Linked DNA regions of Gossypium hirsutum: regions 2, 3, 4 and 5 are each linked to region 1. Evidence: chromatin contacts called from public Hi-C data. All regions are on one chromosome and are shown on one strand. Each heading gives the region's core, a stretch centred on a gene start, on an enhancer-like site or on the middle of the called end of the contact. The rest is flanking DNA. Distances are from core to core; before and after follow the strand shown.

The links. A called contact is a pair of places that touch in the nucleus more often than the background predicts.
Region 2: a Hi-C map of leaf shows a contact between it and region 1, with 3 times the contacts expected there. The contact joins the promoter of LOC107886318 here to the promoter of LOC107957314 in region 1. A contact is called at or near these places in 3 of 34 Hi-C or Micro-C datasets (leaf and petal).
Region 3: a Hi-C map of leaf shows a contact between it and region 1, with 3 times the contacts expected there. The contact joins the enhancer-like site here to the promoter of LOC107957314 in region 1. A contact is called at or near these places in 2 of 34 Hi-C or Micro-C datasets (leaf and petal).
Region 4: a Hi-C map of leaf shows a contact between it and region 1, with 2.1 times the contacts expected there. The contact joins the promoter of LOC107959973 here to the promoter of LOC107957314 in region 1. A contact is called at or near these places in 8 of 34 Hi-C or Micro-C datasets (anther, leaf and seedling).
Region 5: a Hi-C map of leaf shows a contact between it and region 1, with 2.6 times the contacts expected there. The contact joins the promoter of LOC107886320 here to the promoter of LOC107957314 in region 1. A contact is called at or near these places in 17 of 34 Hi-C or Micro-C datasets (anther, callus, hypocotyl and 3 more).

What each region holds. Positions count from the first base shown.
Region 1 is chrA05:74,370,731-74,373,568 of Gossypium_hirsutum_v2.1, reverse strand. LOC107957314 (NLR family CARD domain-containing protein 3) reads right to left here and starts at 1,464. Exons shown (of 18, transcript XM_016892818.2): 1 at 1,164-1,464; 2 at 804-1,071; 3 at 135-347. The coding sequence starts at 1,205.
Region 2 is chrA05:73,880,638-73,883,475 of Gossypium_hirsutum_v2.1, reverse strand. LOC107886318 (DExH-box ATP-dependent RNA helicase DExH15 chloroplastic) reads left to right here and starts at 1,462. Exons shown (of 8, transcript XM_016810216.2): 1 at 1,462-2,059; 2 at 2,145-2,320; 3 at 2,637-2,750. The coding sequence starts at 1,577.
Region 3 is chrA05:74,856,558-74,859,395 of Gossypium_hirsutum_v2.1, reverse strand. No RefSeq gene overlaps it. Among protein-coding and RNA genes, the nearest start is that of LOC107959974, 39 kb to the right of the region's middle. Within about 2 kb of position 1,340, at least 3 of the 9 cell types and tissues checked have an H3K27ac peak or open chromatin away from gene starts, as enhancers often do. A contact at or near this core is called in leaf, where this site is marked.
Region 4 is chrA05:74,813,831-74,816,668 of Gossypium_hirsutum_v2.1, reverse strand. LOC107959973 (protein PLASTID REDOX INSENSITIVE 2, chloroplastic) reads right to left here and starts at 1,428. Exons shown (of 4, transcript XM_016896163.2): 1 at 934-1,428; 2 at 735-833. The coding sequence starts at 1,176.
Region 5 is chrA05:74,035,965-74,038,802 of Gossypium_hirsutum_v2.1, reverse strand. It overlaps LOC107886320 (probable galacturonosyltransferase-like 9), which reads right to left and starts at 1,448. Exons shown (of 2, transcript XM_041112648.1): 1 at 1,172-1,448; 2 at 1-1,047. The coding sequence starts at 943. The coding sequence ends at 35. LOC107886319 (pyruvate dehydrogenase E1 component subunit alpha, mitochondrial) reads right to left here. Exons shown (of 8, transcript XM_016810217.2): 8 at 2,398-2,742. The coding sequence ends at 2,698.

The DNA of each region.
Region 1 (2,838 bases), core at 215-2,714:
ACCATTTCTACCGTCCATTAACTGCATCTTGGATTTTCGTGGCTGCATCATTAAACTCAGACATGAAAAGTGAATAGGATTAAAATAGGTGCTTCACTTTTTCTATGGAAATAGTCTACAATCAGTCAGCATACCTGACATATCAACACTGCTGAATGCCCTAAGTTCCTTGGCAAACTCATTGAGTGTCAGCTTTGACTGTCTATCAATCTTAGCAGTAACACTTGACAATAGATTTGTTCCTGCGGCAAAAGACCACTTCACTCCTTGTGAAGGAGATTTATTTTCAACAGATGAAGACCTAGATGGCTTCGGCATAAGGAGTTTCTCCACCAATTTCCATAAAACTGTCAGCTGAAGACATCAATTAGGGTACATGTAGGATAAACATAACAAAGAATATGTGCTGCACTCGTGTAAACATTCCGTACAAAGCCTAACGCAGTCCCAATAAAAGGAAAAGAAAGATTCCAAAATGCCATTCATATGCCTAGCGCAACAGAAAGAAATAGTAAGGTATAAAAGCTGACAACACGTTGGCTTAAAGACTAAAATAAATGCTAAAGTCGGATTAAAAATCAAATGCCATTAAAAAATGTAATGCTTATAGCTATGGCCTGAGTAAGCAATCAAGAAAAACCAGAGCGCTGGTAAATTTTCATTGTGCTCAACCAAATTGGGGAATTTCAACAACCTCATCCAAATTATTGACGAAACTCATGAATTTATACATAAGAATGCAATCAGTTAGATTCTTCCAAATTCACCATCCACTAGAAAAGAAGAGAAACGGAAATCCATACCAAAAGTAGCGGCGATAAAAACGCCAGCGGGCGCCAGAAATGTTGCAATCTGCTTCACCGGAGCACTACTGAGAGGCTGCTGCGCCTGCGACTCTCCGTAAACACGCCGCCTCGCGCCTCCCTCCGCACCGTACGCTGCCGTTACCACCAATCTCTTGGACCTGGAGTAACGTCTCCTAGTAATAAACCAAGCAGAATCATGACCAAGACAGCGGCCGTAGTCCGAAGCCAACGCTTGAAGGCCAAGCATCTGCTTCTTCGGAAGAACCTGAGAATAACGAAACATATAAACAAATAGAGTAAGCTTCACCTTTCGAGAGACCGAAGAGATTAAGAAAAAGAGTGAGCGCGTGTAATTACCTTGGGATGAGAGTATAGAGGGAGAGTGGAAGTGAGGGCCATGGAAGTGGAGGTTAAATGCGCATAAGGGTAGAGAGGCTGCTATCTTGCACCTACCGATTGGACTTTACAGTTTACAGAGAAGAAGAAGAAGAAGGGATAGGAGCGGCGAACAGAGCGACAGTATCTCCAGAATGTTGTCTAATTATAAAACCAAAAAACTAAAAATAAAAGCATATGGACTTTGCAAAGTTTGCATTAAACAAACAAGACTTTTCGGGTTGGGTTTATCTTGATCCCTAAAAGAATTTGATGATTTTCTGTCCGGGTCAGGCCGGCTTAACCTATTTAATAATTCTCTCAATAATTTTTTTTATTTTATATAATAATTGGATGTCATTTATATATATTTATTTAGATTTTCTAAAAATTGATAAAATTATATATCTATTTTTTAAAATTTTATAATAAAATCATACATATTTTATGATCATTTTTAAATTTGATCGAATAATTAAAAATAAATTTTAATTTAATTTAATTTAATTTATAATCATAATCACAATTCTTTTTTTTTAAATCTAATGATAAGAAATTCAAATAGTAAGATAATATTATTTATATTTACGATGAATTTTAAATTTAAATTTAATATTAAGATAAATACTATTTAAATATGAAGATATTTTAATTAATTTTATTTATATTTAAGATTAATTTTAATTTTAATTTTAATTTTAATTAAATAATGCAAATATTAAGATTATTTATTTTTATGATAATTTTTATATTATATTATATTTTAAAATTTTGAATGTTAAACTATATTGTTTGAGAATAAATGAAATTATGCCAATTGAATTTTAGCTCAATTAGTATGGGTTAGAGATAAACTATGCCTAATTTTAAGCATTGTATAAAAAAATAAAAGAAATTATATTATTTAATTAAATTTATTATAAAAAATTTTGGGTTAATGTCGATGCTTGTACTTTGATAAAATGTTGAACGTGATATTTGTACTTTGAAAATGTCCAATGCTATTTGATTTATTAATATATGTTTTATTATAGTCTTGGTGTTAACACTATTAGTAAATTGCTAAATCAACCAATGAAATTTAAATACGTACATTTTCTTTTCAAAATTATTAAGTCGACATGAATAATATAAAATCATGTGAAAAGCTAAATAAAACCCAAAAAATTGTATAAAAACAAAAAATTAAATTAAATTAAAAATAACTAAATGTATGGTTAATAAAAATTAAATATTAAACTTACATGAAAGTTCATTTTCATGGATAATTAAAAAATTATTTAAAAATTAAATAAAAATATTTTTTTTGGTGAATTACAATAACAGAGTAAAACCCGAAAAACAAATGCGACTAGCACGACTCAAACCGAGGCCACACCTAGGACGATAAACACTCTTGACCATCAGGCCATCACATGGAGATTACAAAATAATTATTTTAAATTGAAAACTCTTTGATGAAGATGGTCATTTATTTAAATGAAAATGATGATCTTGTTGTTTTCGTAAGTTTAGTATTTATTTCTTTTTTATTAACTATATGTTTAGTTATTTGCTTTTTAAATTAATTTTTTTTGTTTTATTTAGGTTTTCACATAATTATATTATCCATGTGGACTTGATTGTTTGGAAAAAAATTGTATGTGTCGAATTTTTA
Region 2 (2,838 bases), core at 213-2,712, 490 kb after region 1:
TCATTTCCGATAGAGATCCTCGCTTCACTTCTCAATTCTGTAAGAAATTACATGAGGCTCTGGGTTCAAGGTTGGACTTCAATACTGCGTTCCATCTTTAGACCGATGGTCAATCTGAGATGGTGATTTAGATACTGGAGGATATGTGTTGGAGTTGCGTGATTGATTTCCAAGATAGTTGGGAGGATTATCTGCCGCTAACTGAGTTTGCCCACAATAACAGTTTCCAAGCTACTATTTAAATGGCATCTTATAAGGCTTTGTATGGTCATAAGTGTCGTACTCCGTTGTGTTGGACTGATTTGGGCGAACATCGAGTTTTGGGTCCTGAATTGGTTTCCGAGACTGTTTATCCATAAATGAATATGTTTGGCATTTAATTACACGTGCATATGAATATTTTATAAATTGACTGTAGTTGCTCTAACAACAACTGTAGCACCTTGTAACTTAAACCCGACGACCGGGTCGGGCGAGGGGTTTTATAGATAACTAGTGAGCCAATATTTGCTTTTATTTTGCTTTGCATGTAATAAACATTGATGATAATATACAAGGGTACTAATGCAATTTATAAATATTTTTATTAAACCAATTTGTTTGAAAAATACAAGTATACAAAATGAATATATTATATTTAGGGCACTAGATCCAGCAATTACTTTTTTATTAATTCATTTACTCACTTGCTGTTCACCTAGCCCTTTTAATGAATTATTGTTTCACTAATTCACTTATTACTATTGGCATCAATATTCTCTTATTGAATCTTCTTCTAATCTATCACTACTTGCACTTGTCATCAATGCCATTCTATTCATATCTTTTTTAGCTCACATTGAAATTTTACTTCCAATTATCAATAATTGTAACACTTAGCCCTTAGTAAACTCTAGCAAAATTCATTTGGATACTCGGGATTTCAACCAAACACTATACACTAATTTGTACTAAAGTTGTAACCAACCTTACACCAAATCACTTAAGGTCCTCACTATACACTTGCGTGTTATGCTATATGGCATGAATATTTGTCTTCACACTAAACACTGTCTTCAAAACAAAGCATGTACATATTTATTAGTATGCTAATTGTGCCCATACTATTTCACTAAGTTTACTAGGACATTGCACTTTTAAGGTTGTTTGTCACATTTTCAAAATCTATATTGTACACCATTACCACACAATAACTCATGTACACATAATTACATATACATTTCTAATATTATTTGTTTTAAAAGCCATTAATGATCACTTGTTTATTAAGTATTACTTTGTGCATTTCACAACACTTTACTCATCATTGTAATTTAGTAGTTCATTTATTTTGAAATGATTTGATAAAAAATATAATTTTTTTTTGTGAAGTAAAGAAATCCTGATACCAAAAAAAAATCTAGTGTAACGCTGGCTGAAGTAGATAACAAAACGAAGCAAAGATATTCTGTTATTTATATATAACAAAATAAATATTCAAACCGCCGGCGGTTCAATTTTGTATTGGTTGGTATCCAAATGGATTGTCCAGTGGTGTAAGTAACTCGGTCTACAGTAACGCTAAGCAACTCCCGCCATGAACACTCTCTCAATCCTCACTCTTCCTTCTCTATTCCGACAAACCAAACACTCCCAATTCCCTCACTTCCGCTGCATTTCTCAATCCCTACCTTTCCCTCGCCCTTCTTCCATCTTCTCTCCGCTTTCTTTTCGTCTCTCTTTCAAATCCCCTCGCTCTCCCTTCTCCGCTGAGCCCCAACTCTTTGACGAGGAACTCGAAGATGACGAAGACGACGATGATTTTGAAGCTGCGGATGAATACGACGAATACGAAGACATTTCCGGTGAAGTTTCCGACCATGTCCAACCGAGCGAAGACGAAGATGAAGACGATACCGAAAACGAAAAAGAAATCTCAGTGGATTCATCCAACTGGCAGAAAGAATCCACTTGGCAACGAGTTGAAAAGCTTTGTAATCTAGTTAAGGAATTGGGGGAGGAAATGATTGACGTCGATGCACTCGCTGATATTTACGATTTTCGCATTGATAAATTTCAGGTTCCTTATTTTTAATATGTTCTTTAAAGAAAAAAAGAAGAAGAAGAATTTGAAGTTCTAATGATCTTGCCCTTGTATTTTGAAGAGAATGGCAATAGAAGCGTTTTTAAGGGGTTCGTCTGTGGTGGTTTCAGCGCCCACCAGCAGCGGAAAGACTTTAATTGCGGAAGCTGCTGCCGTGGCGACGGTAGCCAGGAGGAGGAGGTTATTCTATACAACCCCGCTTAAGGCATTATCCAATCAAAAGTTTCGACAGTTTAGGTAATTAGAGCTATTTTCTTCCCCTCTCAACATGCATAATGAATTATAGTTTTCGTTTTTTATTATGTTTTTCAAATAATTTTAAGTTTCATTACTTTGTAAGTGGTTTTGGGTTGAAACATGCTATTAATGCATTAAAATTTAAAATTTAAACCTCACCATAATTGTAGAGTTCATATGGCCTCCAGGCTCCAAATAACTTTCAAGGGGCCCTGCCACTATAAATAGTGGGATTGGGTCATGCTTACATTGTAGTGCAAATAATTATAGGTGATATGAACCCTTCGAGCTGATATAGTGATCTTTGTTGTTTTAGGGAGACATTTGGGGATAATAATGTGGGCCTTCTCACAGGAGATTCTGCTGTCAACAAGGATGCTCAGATTTTAGTCTTGACTACAGAGATTCTGCGGAACATGTTGTATAATAGGTACTTCGGATAACAGTTTCAAGAATTTCATGGTATGAGTGGTGGAAGAATTGTACTTGGTATTTCCAAAGCATAAGCATGACATTTG
Region 3 (2,838 bases), core at 91-2,590, 490 kb before region 1:
TTTTTTATAATATTTTTCTGTTTTTTATTTATTTTTAGTGAACTTAATATATTTTTTTAATGATTAGATTATAATGTTTCATGTTAAACTTTAATGTGATATTAATTACATAATACATTATCAATTTGAAAAATAACTAAAAGCTCCACTTATATTTTAAATAAACTTTGAAATTATAAATGAAGTGGAGCTCATTTAGATCTATAAGTAGCTCATTTATGTCTATAAGTACTTTATTTTTTCTATTTTAAAAAATATTTATTATTTAATGTTTAGTAACATATTTTTAATATTTAGATTATAAATATTTAATATCTAATATTAATGTCATACTAGTTACACAATAGATATCATTTTTTTTTGTTATTAACACTTCTGTTAATAGTAGTGTCAGAAAATATTGTTCCCTACAAAATCACTCTTTGGTAAGATTGTACGATTTGCTCCACTATTGGGATGCCTTGAAAAGCATGACTTGGAAGCTCAAACACAGAGACTATCAAGAAGTTTACTTCTTAACTTTTCTCGGGTATATAACTACTTTTTTCCCTCCACATTGAGTAAATTGTTAAAGCACTTGTACTTAAGTTTGCAAGTAGCACTCCCTTTATCAAAATGAATTATAAAAGTGTAACTTTCACGAAACGATTATTATATCCACTATCTTCGTAATTGTTCTCTCAGTACTCACTATTAGTAACATGAACATGATTTTCTTCACCTTGATTACCCATCATTCATAGCATACTCTTGTGAGTTAACTGCATCTTTTTCATATCTATAAAATATGCAACTTGTTTTGTTGATAACTATTTTAAAAAATTAAATGATGAATCTAATGTTTCATTTAGGGATTTTTTTTATCTTTTAGTAAATCTAAATACTTAAAATTTACTTTGAAATTTCATTCAAAGATCACAACAACTATAGGTCTCATCATTCCATAACCACCACTTGCCATCACACTTGTTTTCCATGATATGTTTCGATCTTGCTTTTCATAATACTTCATTTTACTGGATTGTAACGCTTGCTCACTTAAATAAAGAAATACATAATATTAAAAAAATATATTATAAAATTAAAAACATATGGAGATAAGAGAGTATCTCATATTTGAAGTCAACTATATATATTTGCGCTCAATCTCAATTCTTTTAATTTAATAGTTTTTATCCAAAACATATTAAACATCAAATTTCCCAAAACATAGCAATTGCAATCAAAACTTGAAAAAGAGATGAAATTGTAAGAGGGAGAGGAGAATGTGGTCCCGCGGAGGATTAGGCCATCACGAACGAGCAGTCTTTATCGGACAGGCAATTTGAACAGGATGGATTAATATGTTACTTAATCATACAAGTGGGCGAGAGGACCATTGGTGCCCCCACAATTCCCGGAACTGCCCATGCCCCTACCTGCTCAGCTTTCCATGTCTAAATTCCATGCTACTATTTGTAATAATTAATAAGAATATTCATATTTTTCGGGTCACTTTCTACTATTAATATTATATTATTCGTAAGTTTTAAATTTAATTTTGAAATTAAAATTCTATTATTTTCAAATCTTATATTATTACATGTGTTATCTTATACTATTATGATTTTATTTATATAATACTAAAAAATTACTCATTTTTTTAGTTAATAGATTCAATTAATACTGAACTAAAATTTTGAAAGTCAAAAGAAATAGATATTAAAAATAATCAAAAATAAAATAAAATAATTCCTTTTCTACATAAAATGTTTGGACTTTTTGTTGAAATCAATTTGTAATAATTTCAAAAACTTTCCATTCATTTGGTCAAATTATCAATTTGTCTCCTATGATGACATAACTTCAATTTGACAAATTAATAGTGTTATATCAAAATGTTGGTAAAATCCAACTTATTAAAGATACAAAAAAATTTTAAATGTTTTGCTAATTATTAGGGCTAGACTTTTCTAGATTTTCCGACAAACCATTTTCTAAATTATTTGTAATTTTGTTCTGTTAAAGCATTAAACTTGCTCCAACACTCTTTAGAACTTGTTGTACCAACTTTAAAAGACCTAAATTTAGACTTAAAACTTTTGTATTAACAAAATACAAACTTTTCACGACAAGATAATTTCATGTTATAACAAATCTCACTTTTATTTATCGATAGATGGATGGGAAGTTGGTTTCTCCAATTTAATTAATTTTTTAAAAAGAAATTTAGATTAATTTAATTTCAGAAGTGAACAATTTAGGATAACTAATTACATTGTTAATGTCTTCTATCAATTGTATATAATTTTAATTGGTATTGGTATAATAATAAATTTATCTTTCAATGTTTATATATTTTGGCATTTTGGCATTAATTCTAAATGTAACACCCCAAATCCGGTCTAGAAGTTATGGCCAAATCTGGAAAGGTTAGTATAACAGCCGAAAATCTAGTTCTTGTAAATTTCAAAAAGAGTCGTAAAGTTTTATCATTTAAAAACCTCGATTTAAAAGAAAAACATATCTAACTTTACTTTTTAGTTGAAAACAACGTTTGCTTACATTTTCTAGATCGTATACTTTGCGTCAAAAATTCTTAGATCAATATGTATAAGAAAACCGAGTTTATTTCCTGGAAATCAATTGTTTTGAAGGAAAAACGAATTTTGTCAATAAAACGTTTAAGTAGTATTTTATGAAAAATGAAAATAAAGAACCCTAAACAACCAAAACGTCCAAATAGTCCAAAACTCTTTAACCAAAATTAAAATAATAATAAACAAATTAAACAAAATAGTTTTATAACCAAACTCCCGTTGCACCGAACTGCCTAAGTTTGAGGATTACCTAAAAATA
Region 4 (2,838 bases), core at 179-2,678, 440 kb before region 1:
CCATGTAGGCCTATCTCATTCCAAGATCCTAAGATCATCTTAGGGTTTGTTGAAGTCTTCTAAGAATGAATTTTGACACCTGAAACCATCTTATTATGTATTAATACTAAGCCACCATACTTGATACTCCGTCCATGAATCGTGGGTATTGACTCTTGAGAATGAAACAAGGCTCCAATAAAATAAAAAATTCTGTTCAGTGGTACATTCTTTCAAGTAAGTCATCGAAGTATGGAGGATGATAACAGCATGGGCGATTTTGGAACTAGGAACGCAAAGCTACACGAGGGCCGTCAATCCAATCTAACTACCAGCAGTTTTATCAGAAAATACAAAGAGGGATACCATAATACCAATCAGAATGCATCAGGGAGCAGAATAGCAATAACATGGGCTGGAAGCCGCCAAGTGAGGGAAGAGTCAAAACTAAATTTGATGGAGCCGTTCAAACAAACAGTCGAACAGGTGGTGTTGAGTATAATTGTTCGAGACTATCAATGTCAAGTTTTGGCAGGTTCGGTGAAGAATATGCAACATGTAACAAAAACAGCGAAGGTGGAAGCAACGGCTGGCTACAGGGCTTTCGTGTACGCAAAAGAGTCGGGCTTATAAAGGATAGAGCTGGAAGGTGATGCTTTAACTCTCATTGAATTCAACAAAAACCATTCATAATATATTAACAATTAATCGAAATTAGCCGTTGCTAGAAAAGAAAAAAGAAAAAGGGAAAGTACCTCAACGCAAACGACAATGACAGAATCAAGGTCATCACCAAATTTGTCTTTGTCTTTGGGTAACTTGTTGAAAAGCTCAGCTTTAAACTTCTGGGTCTCCTATTATACCAAATACCCACAAAAATAATCAAAAGAAAATCTATCATTGGAGCTTAAAACCATAATACGTTTTTCTAAACATACAAGTGTATAAACTTACGGCTTCAGCAAACTTAGGGATAGGGTCATGGTAAACGTATTTTTGGGAATGCGAGGATCTGAGAACGCTAAGGAACGGTTTTACGGAGATGGGTTTTGAAGAGAGGGTTGGAAAAGAGAGAGGAGGAGAAGGCGGGTTTAGTATAAGGCCGGCGTTTCGCAGGATAAGAATGGTGGAGGTTGGAATTTTGGCGGGAGTTAAGGATGGGGGAATAGAGACCAACGAACACGAAGAAGACGCCATTTTCGGGTGATAGATTGTAATGGATGGAGTTGAACTTTTAATTTTGGATTTTTTTGGGCCTGTGACTGATTGTTAATTTGGGTGCTAGGGTTGGTATCGGGCCTCTTAGTTCAATTTTCTTTTTCTAGATGTATTACAAGTGTAGTCCTTGATTATTTCATATTATGTATTTTAAATCAATATTGGTTTTTTTCATGGTTAAATTTTAGTATTAGTATCTGTATTATGCATAAGTTGTGGATTTAGCCCTTATATTTTAATTTAGTCTTTATATTTTAATTTAGTCATTTTCGATCCCTCTACTTTTAGAATTTTAAAATTTTAGTCTTAACCAAATGGTGACTATTAAATTCATTAAGTTATACTATTTTCAAAATTTGATGCCTCAAATATATTATCATATGTGTAATGTCATATCAACTTACTATTTCCATATTACTCAGAAAAAACCAATTAATAAATTATAATTGTCATTTGTATTAAGACTGAAATTTTGAAATTCGAAAAACATATCAACTAAGATTGATTCAACTAAAAAGAATACAAACTAAATCTATAACTTTACGCATAATATAATACTAATAGTAAAATTTAACTAAACAAACTTAACTGCTATAGTTTGGTTAAGACTAAGATTAACCAATTCAAAAAAAAATCAAATTAAAATACAAATACTAAATCCACGTTACAAAATACAAATTCTAATTTCAAAATTTGACCGTCAAATATTCACGATTAATAGCTTCCCAATTTAAAGGTAAACTTCCTTATTAATGAATTATTGAATGTTAAGTATAACTCTTATTTCAGTCAAATTTGAAAAATATTCTTTTAGTTAAACTTTGTTTATTTGTTTTAATCAAACACTGATTAGTTTAGATTATTTTATTATTATTTGACCTATGAATTTAGCCTATAAATAGGCTCTTTTACAATATTAGAAAATACACCCATTAGATATTAGAACTCATAACACATTTAGAGAATTTTGTGCTTACGTTTGGAGGGTTCTTTGTTTTCAGGTTTTCAGGGTTTAGTTTTTATTTCCATCTTTTATACTCTTCGTTCTTTTGCCATTATAATAAAATTATCTTTGCCCGTGGTTTTTTATCCTCTTTGGAGGGGTTTTTCTACGTTAAATTTGTATGTTCAATTTATCAATTTATTCAGCTATTTTTTTTACTTGTTGCTTAATCGGGTCGATCCTAACAAGTGGTATCAGAGCTAGTTCAATTTTCATAGATCAGCCTGTTCAGAGATGGCAGCAACAAGGTTTGAAATTGAGAAGTTTGATGGTGAGACAAATTTCAATTTATGGCAAGTTCAGATGATGGCAATTCTAGTTCAAACCGACTTGAAAAAGGTTGTTACTGGAAAAAAAAGCCTGAGAATTTAAATCAAACTGAATGGGAAGAGCTTGATGAAAAGGCCTTTCTGCAATCTAGTTGTGCCTTGTGAATACGGTATTGTAGGAGGTATTGGTGGAGAAGACCTCATCCACCTTGTGGAAAAGGTTAGAAACTCTTTATGTGACTAAGTCTCTAGCTAACCAATTAGTGTTGAAACAACGTTTATTTACGTTTCGCATGAACGAATGTGAACTTCTTAGAGATCACATTAGTTAATTCATTACTTTTTAAAATGATTTAAAGAATATTGAGG
Region 5 (2,838 bases), core at 199-2,698, 330 kb after region 1:
TCACCATTGTTTCTAGAAGTGAAAAAAAGAGAGATCAAAACAAATAGCTGGGGTATTCAAAGAAATTGGCAAAAGCAGAAGGAAAAGATTGGTGTTTGATTAAATTCCCTTTGTAAAGATCATAGGATTCCCAAATATGATCAAGAGGGCACGGGTTTCCACCATCCAGTCGAACCCATGGCTTCCCTTTCCCACTCCAATGCAACAAGCTGACCGGACCCGGATGCAACGACCGACATGAACCTCGTATATTGTCCCCTCCAAGCCCATGTTGGTTCCATCTATGATCAATGCCTTCTACATTCCCAGCAAATACCAGCAAATAGGGTGGCAATGAGCCCAACTCGTATATCTTTTTTTTCCTTTGTATTTCCATCCAATTCTCTATTCTTTTCCTGTAATTCCCTTCTCTCCAACGCACTAAATCCATTACCATTACTCCCGTGTTGAAATAACACGGCTTTCTGGACCGGAAAACCCGGGATATTACCGGGTCCGACCAAAACCCGGCCGTGAAATACTTGGTGAAGTTTGCATGGCAGTATTCGGGTGCGCCGATGACTCGAGAGTTGGTCAACGTTGTGTTCCAGAGTTTGAGGATGTCATCGACGAGGACCAGGTCTGAGTCGAGATAAATGACTCGGTCTACTTGGAGATCCAACATGTCCCCGAGGTAGTTCCGAGCGTAGTTCAGTGGGTTCTCGAGGGCTTGCCGGATTGAAGAAGAGATCAAGTTGATCACTGTGTCTTCGCGGAAGATGTAGATTCTGAAGTTGAGTGAAGGGAATGTGGAGCGAACGAGTTTGCTCAAGACTCTTGGACTCGCGGGGTCGAACTCGGCGGCAATGAAGTGAAAGAAGATGTTTTCAGGACACGAAGCGTGGCGGACGACGGAGTGGATGGCGGCGATCGACCCCCGCAAGTATTCAAAGTCTAAAGTCATTGCCACTTGGACTAAATTGCGGTCGCCGGAGGAAACCGGACACTCCACTCCGTTACGGTAATACGGTGCCTCCGGAAACCGGAACCCCAACCCATCTCCTCCGACTGTGGTCCGAATAGCAAGACAAAACGATACCGTGAGAAAGACATGAAGAAGTAAAAGGGCGGCCGCATATAAAATAAAACGCATTATTCTTCAAAAAAGAAAAAAACCAAGAAAAAGAGAGACCGTTTCTTTTCAACTTTCAGTCGAAAAATAAGAAGATTATGGTCTTCGGCTTCATTGTAAGCGAAAACGCAGCTTATTGAAGGATCATTGTTATTACCCAATAGGAGTGTTTGGATTTTTTTCCTGCATAAGGGTTGGGTCTTTTGTGTTTTAAATGACAAATGAGGAAACTGGTGATGGAAGCAAAGAATGGGATGTTGCACCATCGGAGATTTCTTCAAATATCCTTTTTTATGCTTTGTTTCGGAATATGTAGATTTGGGCAAATATTTTTCTTTCTTTTTTTTAATCAAGATTCTGTTGGTTGGGACGTTGATGGCCTTTTAAAATGAGATAATTTTTTAACAAACTTTTTTTTCCCTCTTCCATTCTGTTATCCTTCAAGTGTTCATATATCTGCATTTTGCTAAATGGGACCTCCTCCCCTGTCAACCGAAAAGCAAGGAGGTAGGGGTTAAAGCCGTTTTAGTTCAAAAAGGATACTTGGGGCCAACAGGACTCCCTGTCAGTAAAACCCAAACTGAGCCGTTCGATCTTTGCATAAAGAGGTCTAGAGTGGCAGGCAGCTATTGAATGGGGTTAAGGCAAAGTACACACTAATCATTTCTCACACACCTACGCGCAAGCTTCCTCTTTCTTTGTGGAAAAACTATCTTCCCAGTAAAGACCAGGATATATTAATACTGGATGTGCCGTGGCTGTGAGACCTATGATCGCATTCACATGTTCACGGACCGCATCTTTGCCCAGCTTGTTTGGTTCGCTACTAAATTAGGACTTGGTATTGATGGTTTCTCCATATTCCAAAATTGGATCCCATGAGAACGATTTTCCTACTAGCTACTGGCTTGTATTCAAATCAGTCGAGGAGTTAGTGACCACTTGTGAGAAAGACTTCTTCAGCAATAACCCCCTGGAGATCTCTATCAATCATGAGATTAACAGCACGACCGGTTTGATACTCACCTTACAGGAACATACGAAGCTACGGAGGTATATGGCAACTCAAGCCAACCGGGGACTGCCTCTGCTTATAGTAGTGAATGTTCGTATCTTTGCTGACTGTTAAGACTTGTAAATTCGGGAAACATTATATTAAAAGATTCCTCGTTGATTCAATTTTCATGTAGCGACATGGATCATTAATTTCAGGTAAAGCTAATAAAGAATGAATCTGACGAAACTTACCTTTGAGCTATAAATGAGAGCATAAAAGCTCTTCTCCATTTGAAGAAAAGAATATTCATGCATTGCTTCTCTCAGAAATGCAACCTATTTAATCAAATCATAGGTAATGTAAAACCGTGGGATAAACCACAACATTACACATAACAACTCCGTCCATAATCTATAGAGGGGAACCAAATAAAGTATTCTATACAAATACAAATAGAAGTGCAAAATCAAATTGATAGCCGGGAAATCAGATCACCTTCCCTAGCTGCTTTATTTCTTTTCAGTCTTGCAAGATTGATTGGTGGGCAACGAATTAAAAATTAGTGAACTCACTCCAGAGAAGCCTCAAACTATGGAAGTGTAGCTCTTACTTCTTTCCTATCTGCTCCAAATGACTGCGGATGAAACAAAATGATAACAATAATATTAAATCAGACAGAGACCATTCCAGTGACCTTTGGATCATTCATTCATTTATTGAACAGGTTGAA